Linked DNA regions of Mus musculus: regions 1 and 3 are each linked to region 2. Evidence: chromatin contacts called from public Hi-C and promoter capture Hi-C data. All regions are on one chromosome and are shown on one strand. The core of a region is the stretch at or near the end of the contact, and the rest is flanking DNA. Distances in the headings are between cores, read along the strand shown. Region 1 holds the start of Ccar2 (cell cycle activator and apoptosis regulator 2). Region 2 holds the start of Ebf2 (early B cell factor 2). Region 3 holds the start of Egr3 (early growth response 3).

Region 1 (2,994 bases), core at 338-2,837, 2.9 Mb after region 2:
CAACCTAAGAGTTGTCTGCGTTCCCCAACACTGGCCTACTACCAGGACAAAACCAAACCAACCAACCAAACAAAAAACCATTGTAACACAAGAAACAACACACAGCAGGCATCCAAACATACTAGGGTCGCCCCAAAGGGAAACTCGCTAGAAAGAGCACCCAACATACCTGAAGGTGCCTGGCATTTTGGGACAGGTCTGTGGCCACAGGAGGAGTAAGTAGACCAGGGGGAGGGCCCAAAAGAGATGTTGAAGCTGCGCCTATGGGGACAGAGAAGCAATCTCCAGGAATTGCACCTACTACCCGAAGCACTAGAAGATAGCCAGAGGATCTTATAAACCCAGAGGTCTAGGTGGCTCCAATCAGCTACTCAGACATTCAGAAAAACACCCAAGAGCCATAGTTTTTGAAACTGAGTCTCGAGCATGTTCTGAGTGTAACCAGTAAGGAGTTAAGCACCTGAGAAGTTGCGTCCCCCTGGAAGTGGGTTGATCCTCTGCCGCTTAAACTGGGACATTTGGAATACTGTCCTTTCAAGGTCTTGGGGGGAAACCTTCAATCAAAACAGAAAGAAGTTAGCAGCTCCAATGGAAAACTTCCATCTATTGGGGAGGGGGAGGGGGGATAGAAAATCTTAAGTAAAGCTTTTAAGGTGAAGAGGTGGGTCCTAAAATGGAAGAATGGAGAGGATGTAGAGGAGATGAAATTGGTAGTAACGTTACTCCAGTTTGTTCTCACAATAACCTAGTGGTGGGTGCTAGTGACATGCTGGTTTACAGACAAGGAAACTGGAGCTTTGAGATCCGGAGACTTGCCCAAGGCCACAAAACCAGGTAGTGACAGAGTGGGACTCACACCCAGGTCTCCCAACAACTTAGCACTCCTTTCACTATGTCACTGGCACCCCTTAGAGAAGCTGGAGGAGTGAGGGGCTGGAAGAGCTCCGGTGACATTCATTCATTCAAAAACATCCGCCAGAACACTCCACGCAGGGCCGGGGCAAAAAATAAAAATAAAAGGTGCGAGTAGCGGGTTGGTGATGCGGGCCCTCTCCCCGGAAGCCCGCCAGGCGTCTTTAGGACCCGCTGGTGGGAAGGGAGCTGTCCAGCCGGCCCTCGCCAAGCGGCCTGCACGCCGCTCCCTCCTCCTAGGTCCCGACCCTAGGCTCCGGCCTCCGCAGCCGCCTGCGCAGAGCTTTCCGGGCCGGGCCACCGAGAAGCCACCGTGGGAGGTTCACGGCGCGAGGTTTCTCCTCCTCCCGCCCGCCCCCAGGGCCGAGGCCGTTGCCAGGGCGACGGAGCTTGCAGTCCAGAGGGGCTCGGCTCTTTCCGCGACTGGCGCATCTTCGCCGTTCGGACCCCGCAGCCTCGCCACCCGAGAGAGACGGAGAGGCGGGGGCGCAGCAGGAGGCCCCCAACCCACCTGCGGGCCAGGGCCACGACACCAGGGGGACAAAGACACCCGGAACCACCGCAGCCGCCGCTGCCACCACCACCGGAAACGCCTCTCCGGAAGAGAGACCACTGGTCGGAAGCTGCCACTCTCCCGGATATGGTACCTCCCTCTTCTCCATCGACCTCTCCCTTCCCCCACACCAGCCTGCCATCCCGCTCCAACTGTGGAACGGAAGTGCGCCTTCCCAGATCCGATAATGCCTTCGGAAGCCGAGCTCGGTGGTGTCCTCTCTCAAGTGTCCCATCAGAAAAGTAAGCTCGAACCATTGGTTCCAGGTCTCAAAATGACTGGAACTGGACCCACTCCCACAAACACAAGGAAGGGGACTACCACTTACACACCCTGCTGTGCTCTACTAACCCCCAAGACTACAGCAACAAAAGAAGCAGGGCCTCCATTGGCTAGAGGAGGAGCGTGCCTACTGGGGGTCCATTTCCAGGGGATAGTCTTCTGACTAAAGCCAATGACCACCCCACCCCACCCCCATCCCTATTCCTGTCCTTTTCTTGACTGCACCATCAGCAAGGGGTAAGCATATCCGAAATCTATACCCAGACTCTCAAATATGAAACGTACACGATCTTAATGAAGTGGCTCTATCCAAAATCTTGCCAGAAATGTGGCTATTTTCACAACTATTAACAGTGAACACACACACACCTTCCTTTAACTTCTGGCCTCCCATCTCCCCACTCCTGTTTGCCTCCAGCATCACACCCTTCCCAGGTCATTTAACAGTCACAGCACACATTGAGAATGTTTAATGTTACTTCATCCTCCTAACAAGCTTATGAGGTAGGTAAGGTGGGTATCATGGTCCCAAGTAGGAAGCTGTGGCTCAGAAATTAAGAGACTTCGCTATGGTTAAACTCCAGGATAGAACACAGCATCTTAGAGTTGACCTTGCAAGTTATGTGTTGTTCCTCTCAATGTTCTTGACCTTCCCCCCATCCCTCATTCAGCCTTCAGGGGCTGTACTCCAGAGCCGTGACTCACTACAAAGGTACCCAAGGCAATGTTGTTCTTGGTCCTAGGGCTGCCGTCTCAGGTATGAGGAAGACATTAGAAGTCCACATTAGTAACTGTTCATTGTGGAATGAAGATCGGTGCCATCCTTCCAGTGACACCCCAAACACCAACCCTTTGGACGAATGATTCCATCAGATGGGGCAGACGGAAGTCCAACAAAGATTGCATAAACTTACATCTGCAACATGCTGACACACTCCCATACTAAACATGCTCTATGAGCACCTGATAAATAAGTCAATTCACATTGCCTAAGCCCAGAGATTTCTGATGAGGAGGAAGAGCCCTGGAAGAGTGCTGGAACTGCACTCAGGAACCTCTTGGGGATCCAGGGCTCCTTGCTTCGATGCTTAGAGATGGATTTGGCCTTCACCTTGAAGAGGAGCAAGCACCAATAGCTTTTCTTGGCAGTGCAGAGAAGCAGCAGTAAGCCAAAATGTGAGGGACTTCTTCCCAAGGTCACCAGGTACACCAAGAGGTCATACAGAAAGATTTTTTGCTCGTGGCTT
Region 2 (2,823 bases), core at 311-2,810:
TAAGCCTGAAATTAAAGACCTGGAGTTAGGGTACACCATCAACGCGACTCCAGCCCCCCTCCCCAGTCTGTGCAAAGAGAGCCCCAGCCAGCTTTCAAGTCAGTCACTGCTGTAGAGAGAGACCAAGTCTTCCGGAGCACCATCCCGCCTGCGCAGTCTGTAGTCACAGTTTGCCCCTGAGGTGAAGTGACGTGCTCAGGTCCCCTTCAATGGAGACTCAAGCAGTCTCTGAAAGCGCAAGCTTCCTTTTCGCTCGCCGGGCAAACGTGCACCCCAGGCGCTGTGTCCTCTAGCGGCGAACTCTCGCAGCTCGTCTGTGAGCGCTCACCTACAGCTAGGGGGTCCGGTCAGGAGTCAATTGACACTCAAACCTGAGCCCTGAGCCGGGAGGAAAGACTCCCGACTGTAATGATGCTGAGAGGCTCGGGTGCAGTCGCTCGAACCGCGGCGCAGCTGATTGTCTGCTCCACGGCAGATGGTCTTTGAGCACAGATTTGCATTCATTGTCTTCAAATCTGTTTTCGCGCTGGCGTTCTAGATTTCAACAGCAGATCTACGCGCAGATCAGAATACAAAAAGAGAAGCAAGAAAATAACACCCAGCCAGGAGGATTTTTTTTTAATAGGCACCTCCAGCCGTCTAGGGTTTCAGCTATTTTGTGGAGCCTCGGCTTCCCGACCACCAACCTTCGCGACCACAGCGCTCGGCGGACAAAGTTTCCAGGACTTCTTCACAGACGCCTCGTGTCTCTAACGCAGGGTTCCCCGGCCTTCAGGGATTGGGGAGGGAGATTTTAAAAGGGGGGAGGATTCGAAACTTCATCCCGCAGTTCTCAGCCAGCCAAGCTGTCAGCAACCTCTCCTATCTGCAAAGGTGCGTACTCCCGCCCTCCCGGGGCTGTTTTCCTTAACTCCTTCACCATTTCCCTTCACAGTATATTTATTTAAACTGCACTTGAGCCTCATTCGTCCACACTCCGCTCTCTCCTTCCTTCATCTCGCCTCTCCTTCTAACACTTGTGGCCTTCGCACGAAATGATTGCTTCCCTGGAACTCTCTGAGACTTGGTAGACCGGTTCAGAAAGACGGATGCCCTGAGGGTAGTGTTTGCGAAAAGCATAAATACAGGTGGTCACAGGTCCAAACCCCGGGAATGAATCTGTAGGGTCTCCCGCAGGCGACAAAAAACCTGCATCTAGAGGCAAATCCGCGCTGGCTTCCTGCTCCCGCGATCGGAAAGAACCATCATGATCCTAACTCTCAGAGTCCTGCTACTCTGTTTTGGTGCAGGATTTGGGGACCCCCTTTCCCACTCAGGCCAAACACTCGGGACTCTGGTCGGGACTCGGTGCTTGTGGCTTGCTGTAGCCTTTCACCTCCCGGACTTCGGGCAAAGCAAAGCTTGGCTAACGCCGCGGGAGGACGTCCGCCCAGCTTGCCCAGAGCCGGCCAATCCCGGGCGTCCATGCAAATGAGGCTCCTTATCGGGCCTCGGCTCCGCCTCCCGCGGCCTGGGTTGTAGTAACCATTCATGGGGCCCGCGCGCTGCAGCAGCCCGGCTCTGCGGCGCTCTCAGCCACCGCCTCCTCCCCGCTCCGGGTCTTCCCCTTCCTCTTACAACTGATCCTGTTGGGGATTTTTTTTTTTTTTCCTATATCGGAACGGTGGGGAGGAGCAGGGAGGGGGGAACAAGGAGGAAGGGGAGAGATCAGGCAGCTATCTATCTCCTCCTGTTTTTCCCAGAACAGGTGATGCTTCCAAATTGTGGCCACTTTCTGGAGAACGTTCTGCAGCTGGAAGGATGCGGGCGACCTAGAGTGGAAGCCCCGAGGCGGCAGATCTGAAGCCACCGAGGATAAAAAACGCAAACTTTGCATTGTGCGTGGAGGAACGGGCTGGCTATTTCTTTCCAAGAGGGCCCCCAAACTTCGGCCCTTGCCGCCTTTCTCGGATTGCTTTTGGAGAACACCATTTGCTGGCAGCATTGGAGAGTGAGGACGGTGTTGTTGTAAAGTCACTTTTAAGGCGACAGTAGAGGACCAGACTTTTTAAATGTTTGGGATTCAAGATACGCTAGGAAGAGGACCAGCTCTGAAAGACAAGTCGCTGGGTGCCGAGATGGATTCGGTCAGGTCCTGGGTCCGGAATGTCGGCGTGGTGGACGCCAATGTCGCGGCTCAGAGGTAATGAGACTGGAGCCGTTGTGCTCTGAAAGTCTCTGGTTGTGTCTGTCTCCCCGAATATCTCTTCCCTTTGCTCCCTCTCTTTCTCTCTGTCCTTGTCTCTCCTCCCTGGCTGTGCGCACTGGGGCTCTCCCTGGGCGGGCAGGTCGCTGCGACTAGGGGAACCCTTTTCCCGCAGTCGACACTGTAGTTTCTGAACTACCGAGGTCACGGGTGTTTCTCCCCACAGTCCGTTCTTTGAGGACAAAAAAAATTTATTAAAAGTAGCGTTCAAGCTCACATCGTGGCGTTTACTCTTGGACTCTAGCGGAGTGGCGCGTGAAGATCCGAGCTGGCAGCCGGCGCAGCGGCAGAGCCGGCTTTCCGGTCACTCCTAGGTTCCCCCACGCTTCCTGCGAGCGCCTCTCCTCCAGCATCATTCAGGATGGCTTGGAGACTCGGGGAGCCCAGCGGCCAGATGGTGGCGGCGGCGAGAGGATCCGGAGAGGCCTGAGGGGCTGCAAGGAAAGCAAGGCGGCCGGGAGCTCTAGGAAAGGGGACATGCAAGCGAGTCCTGGGTGAGGGAGAGTGGGACAGACAAACCGAAGAGGCCGAGGATGGACCGAAGCACAGGAGTAGTCGGGGAAGAGGAGAAAATGGAG
Region 3 (2,807 bases), core at 61-2,560, 2.8 Mb after region 2:
CAAAGGGGTTTGCTTTAGAACCGTTAGGGAATTTATCTGGGAATTATTTGGTGCACGTGTTTTCTATCCCCTAAACTTCACTCTTTCCTAATCTCCACAACAACAACAACAACAACAAAACCCTCATACCCTCGCCCCTAAAAGTTCTTGCCCACTGCGCAACTAGCTAATCCGCTACACATTCCCGGGCCACTGCGCTCAACTGAGAGTCAGCGCGGGGTCAGGAACCCCAAGGGAGGGGCCGGGGCTGCGGGCGGTGAATCAGAATGATGTCCGCACGAAAGTTCTAAGTGTCCAAGAATAAGAAGCCTTAGGACATTAGAACCCCTTCCCCAAAGGAAAATACTTCATCTCTCCATCTGAATCCAGTCAAGGATAAGAAGGAAAGACAGAAGTTGTGTGGGGGAGCCTGGCTTGAAGCGGTCACCTCTCCCATTCCTAGACTGCTAAGGAACCTGTGTCCTGGTGTACTGAACTCTTTCTAAATGCTGGGAGTGCTGGAGACCAATTGCAAACAACTCCACTCCTCCAACGACTAAATTCTGTCTCTAATGCTGTCCTCAAATAAAAACCTACATGTTTAGTTACAGGGTTTTTCAACTGTGCACTGCGCATCGCGCGCTTTGCATTCGGCTTCGTCCCTCTTTCTTTTTTCTCTTCTCGCTTTCCTTCTTTCTAATCTAATTGACTTTTTTTTTTTTTTTTTTTTTTTTTTTAAAGAACGGAGAGCGGTGCGGGCGCTGCACGTTGGCTGCGGCCCGCTTCCTGCTTTCTAATGTTCCATTGTGAGGAGCTTCCATTGTGACGTCGCGCCCCTTCGGCTGGGCTTTGTCTGTCCATATATGGGCAGCTACGTCACGGAGCTTTCCCGGGGCTCAGATAAATAGACTGGTGGAGTTCCCTGGCTGGGAGCTTTTGGGCAGCAGTGAGCTAGCTAGGAAGCGGCGGGGCTGGTTGGTGGTGATAGCAGCGGCGGCGGCAGCAGCAGCAGAGGAGGTGGCGGCGGCAGCGGCGGCGGCGGCTGTGGCAGATCGGGGGGCGGGGGGGGTCGGCGGGCTCGTGTCTGTGAGATCAATACTGAAGCCGCGTCTGACCCCCTGGAGCCTAGATCACCCCCCCAGCCCAGCCCCCATCCCACTCCTCGCACACGCCCCACCCCACCCCCACGACCCAGCGTCGCACCGCACCAGCCGAGGCACCCGAGAGGATTACCCTCTTTGCCCCTCTCCCATCCACCCCTCCAAAAAAGAATAGATCCCCTCCCCTGACCCACCCCTTCCCCTTTTCACTCCCCCCTCCCTCCGAACTTTCCCTCTCGCATGCTTTTCCCCTGCACCACGGATCGCCTCTCGGATGCCGCTCGCCTGGAAGCTGCGTTAGGAACAGGCGGCGGCGGCGGTGGCGGCGGCGGCGGTGGCGGCGGTAGCTCGGGAGTGCTATGACCGGCAAACTCGCCGAGAAGCTGCCGGTGACCATGAGCAGTTTGCTAAATCAATTGCCTGACAATCTGTACCCCGAGGAGATCCCCAGCGCGCTCAACCTCTTCTCCGGCAGCAGCGACTCGGTAGCCCATTACAATCAGATGGCTACAGGTAAGGGTGGCGGTGAGGCGGCGAGGCAGCGAGGAAGGAAAGGGGGAGGACGAGGAGGAGGGAGCGAGCTAGCGATGGATGCACATATCGATGGATGCAGAAATGGATGGATGGAGAGACGGATGGAAAGATGGGGGGCGCGCTGGGAATTTTCTGGGGGGCGAGTTGCTTTTCCCACCCACTCCTCCCGCCCTCCGAGATCGGGAAGGCTTGGTTGGAGACGCCACGGTTGAGGCTTCGGTTCTCCCGGGTGGGGGCAGCCGCCGACTGGAGGGAGGTAGGTGCGAGCAGCTCTGGGGTTCTCCCTCCCCACGCAGGGGGCCCGATCGCTGGGCTGCGTGCAAGGCGTGGTGCTGTAGCCCCCTTTCTCGGGAGGAGCCCAGCGTCTTTTTCACCCGCGCTCTCCCCCCTCCTTACTCCCTCAGCCTCCCACCCGGGATGGAGCCATGTGCGGCGTGGAGTCCCCACGGTGGGAGAGGTACTGCGACGCTGCCTTTCCGGGGCGTTCAGCAAAGCCATTGGGGGTGTGGGGACGGTGGGGAGAGGGAGGGGGCTCACCCACGGGGCGGGGGAAAGGGTTTGCCACCGGGGGCGATCCTGGGACCCGGGAGCTTGGGAACGGCGGCCGCTCCCGCCGTGGAGACATGGGCTGGTTTTCCGCCGCTCTCCACTCTCCTTAGCTGGGTTTAGGCTTTTCCCCTCCAGCCCGAGCAGAAAGCTCCTTCAGGCCGGGAGGAGACTGGGGCCGGGAGAGGCTCCCTTTACGGGCGGCACCCTTCTGCGCTCCGAGGACAAAAGCGTCGAAGCTCTTTGGGTCGGCCACCCGGGCTCAGCGCGCGTAGGGGGACCTCGCTTGGGGCATGAAGGCGCGGCGTCTTGGAGTAGACAGGGCCGGGGGAAGAGGCCGAGTTGTGTGTGCTGGAGAGCGAGAGCCGGGCGCGCTCCGGGTCTGAAACTACCTGTAGCTGCAGCTACCTGTCCGCCCCACCTCGGGAAGAACAACAATGCTCTCTTGCGCGCGTGCGTGTCTGTGTGTGGTACGTGAGTGTGTGCGCGGCGTGTGCGGTGTGTGTGCCGGAGCCACTCCACACCCCGATCCGTAGTATTTTGCTGTATCCAGGTTGCGCCGGGGAGCGCGGCACCGCCCGCTTTGCGCCGGGCTCGGCGTTCCTCTTACCCCACGCGCTGCGCACTCCAGCCGGCCGCACCCTCTAC

The links. Promoter capture Hi-C pulls out the DNA fragments that hold promoters and counts their contacts. A called contact is a pair of places that touch in the nucleus more often than the background predicts.
Region 1: a contact with region 2 is called in a promoter capture Hi-C map of stem cell-derived epiblast-like cells, with 3 times the contacts expected there. The contact joins the promoter of Ccar2 here to the promoter of Ebf2 in region 2. A contact is called at or near these places in 2 of 39 promoter capture datasets (embryonic stem cells and stem cell-derived epiblast-like cells).
Region 3: a contact with region 2 is called in a Hi-C map of embryonic stem cells, with 15 times the contacts expected there. The contact joins the promoter of Egr3 here to the promoter of Ebf2 in region 2. A contact is called at or near these places in 5 of 39 promoter capture datasets (cranial neural crest, embryonic stem cells and stem cell-derived epiblast-like cells), 21 of 484 Hi-C or Micro-C datasets (differentiating embryonic stem cells, embryonic stem cells, epiblasts and 2 more), 4 of 115 datasets of contacts at active chromatin or transcription factors (all in embryonic stem cells) and 1 of 9 other capture datasets (embryonic stem cells).

The regions. Positions count from the first base shown.
Region 1 is chr14:70,152,204-70,155,197 of GRCm38.p6, forward strand. Ccar2 (cell cycle activator and apoptosis regulator 2) reads right to left here and starts at 1,588. Exons shown (of 21, transcript NM_146055.3): 1 at 1,424-1,588; 2 at 461-554; 3 at 170-261. The coding sequence starts at 518. 9930012K11Rik (RIKEN cDNA 9930012K11 gene) reads right to left here. Exons shown (of 7, transcript NM_001112735.1): 7 at 2,202-2,994. The coding sequence ends at 2,965.
Region 2 is chr14:67,233,084-67,235,906 of GRCm38.p6, forward strand. Ebf2 (early B cell factor 2) reads left to right here and starts at 1,561. Exons shown (of 16, transcript NM_001360202.1): 1 at 1,561-2,182. The coding sequence starts at 2,052. It overlaps Gm20675 (a long non-coding RNA gene), which reads right to left and starts at 112. Exons shown (of 2, transcript XR_874748.1): 1 at 20-112.
Region 3 is chr14:70,076,007-70,078,813 of GRCm38.p6, forward strand. Egr3 (early growth response 3) reads left to right here and starts at 1,311. Exons shown (of 2, transcript NM_018781.4): 1 at 1,311-1,592. The coding sequence starts at 1,439.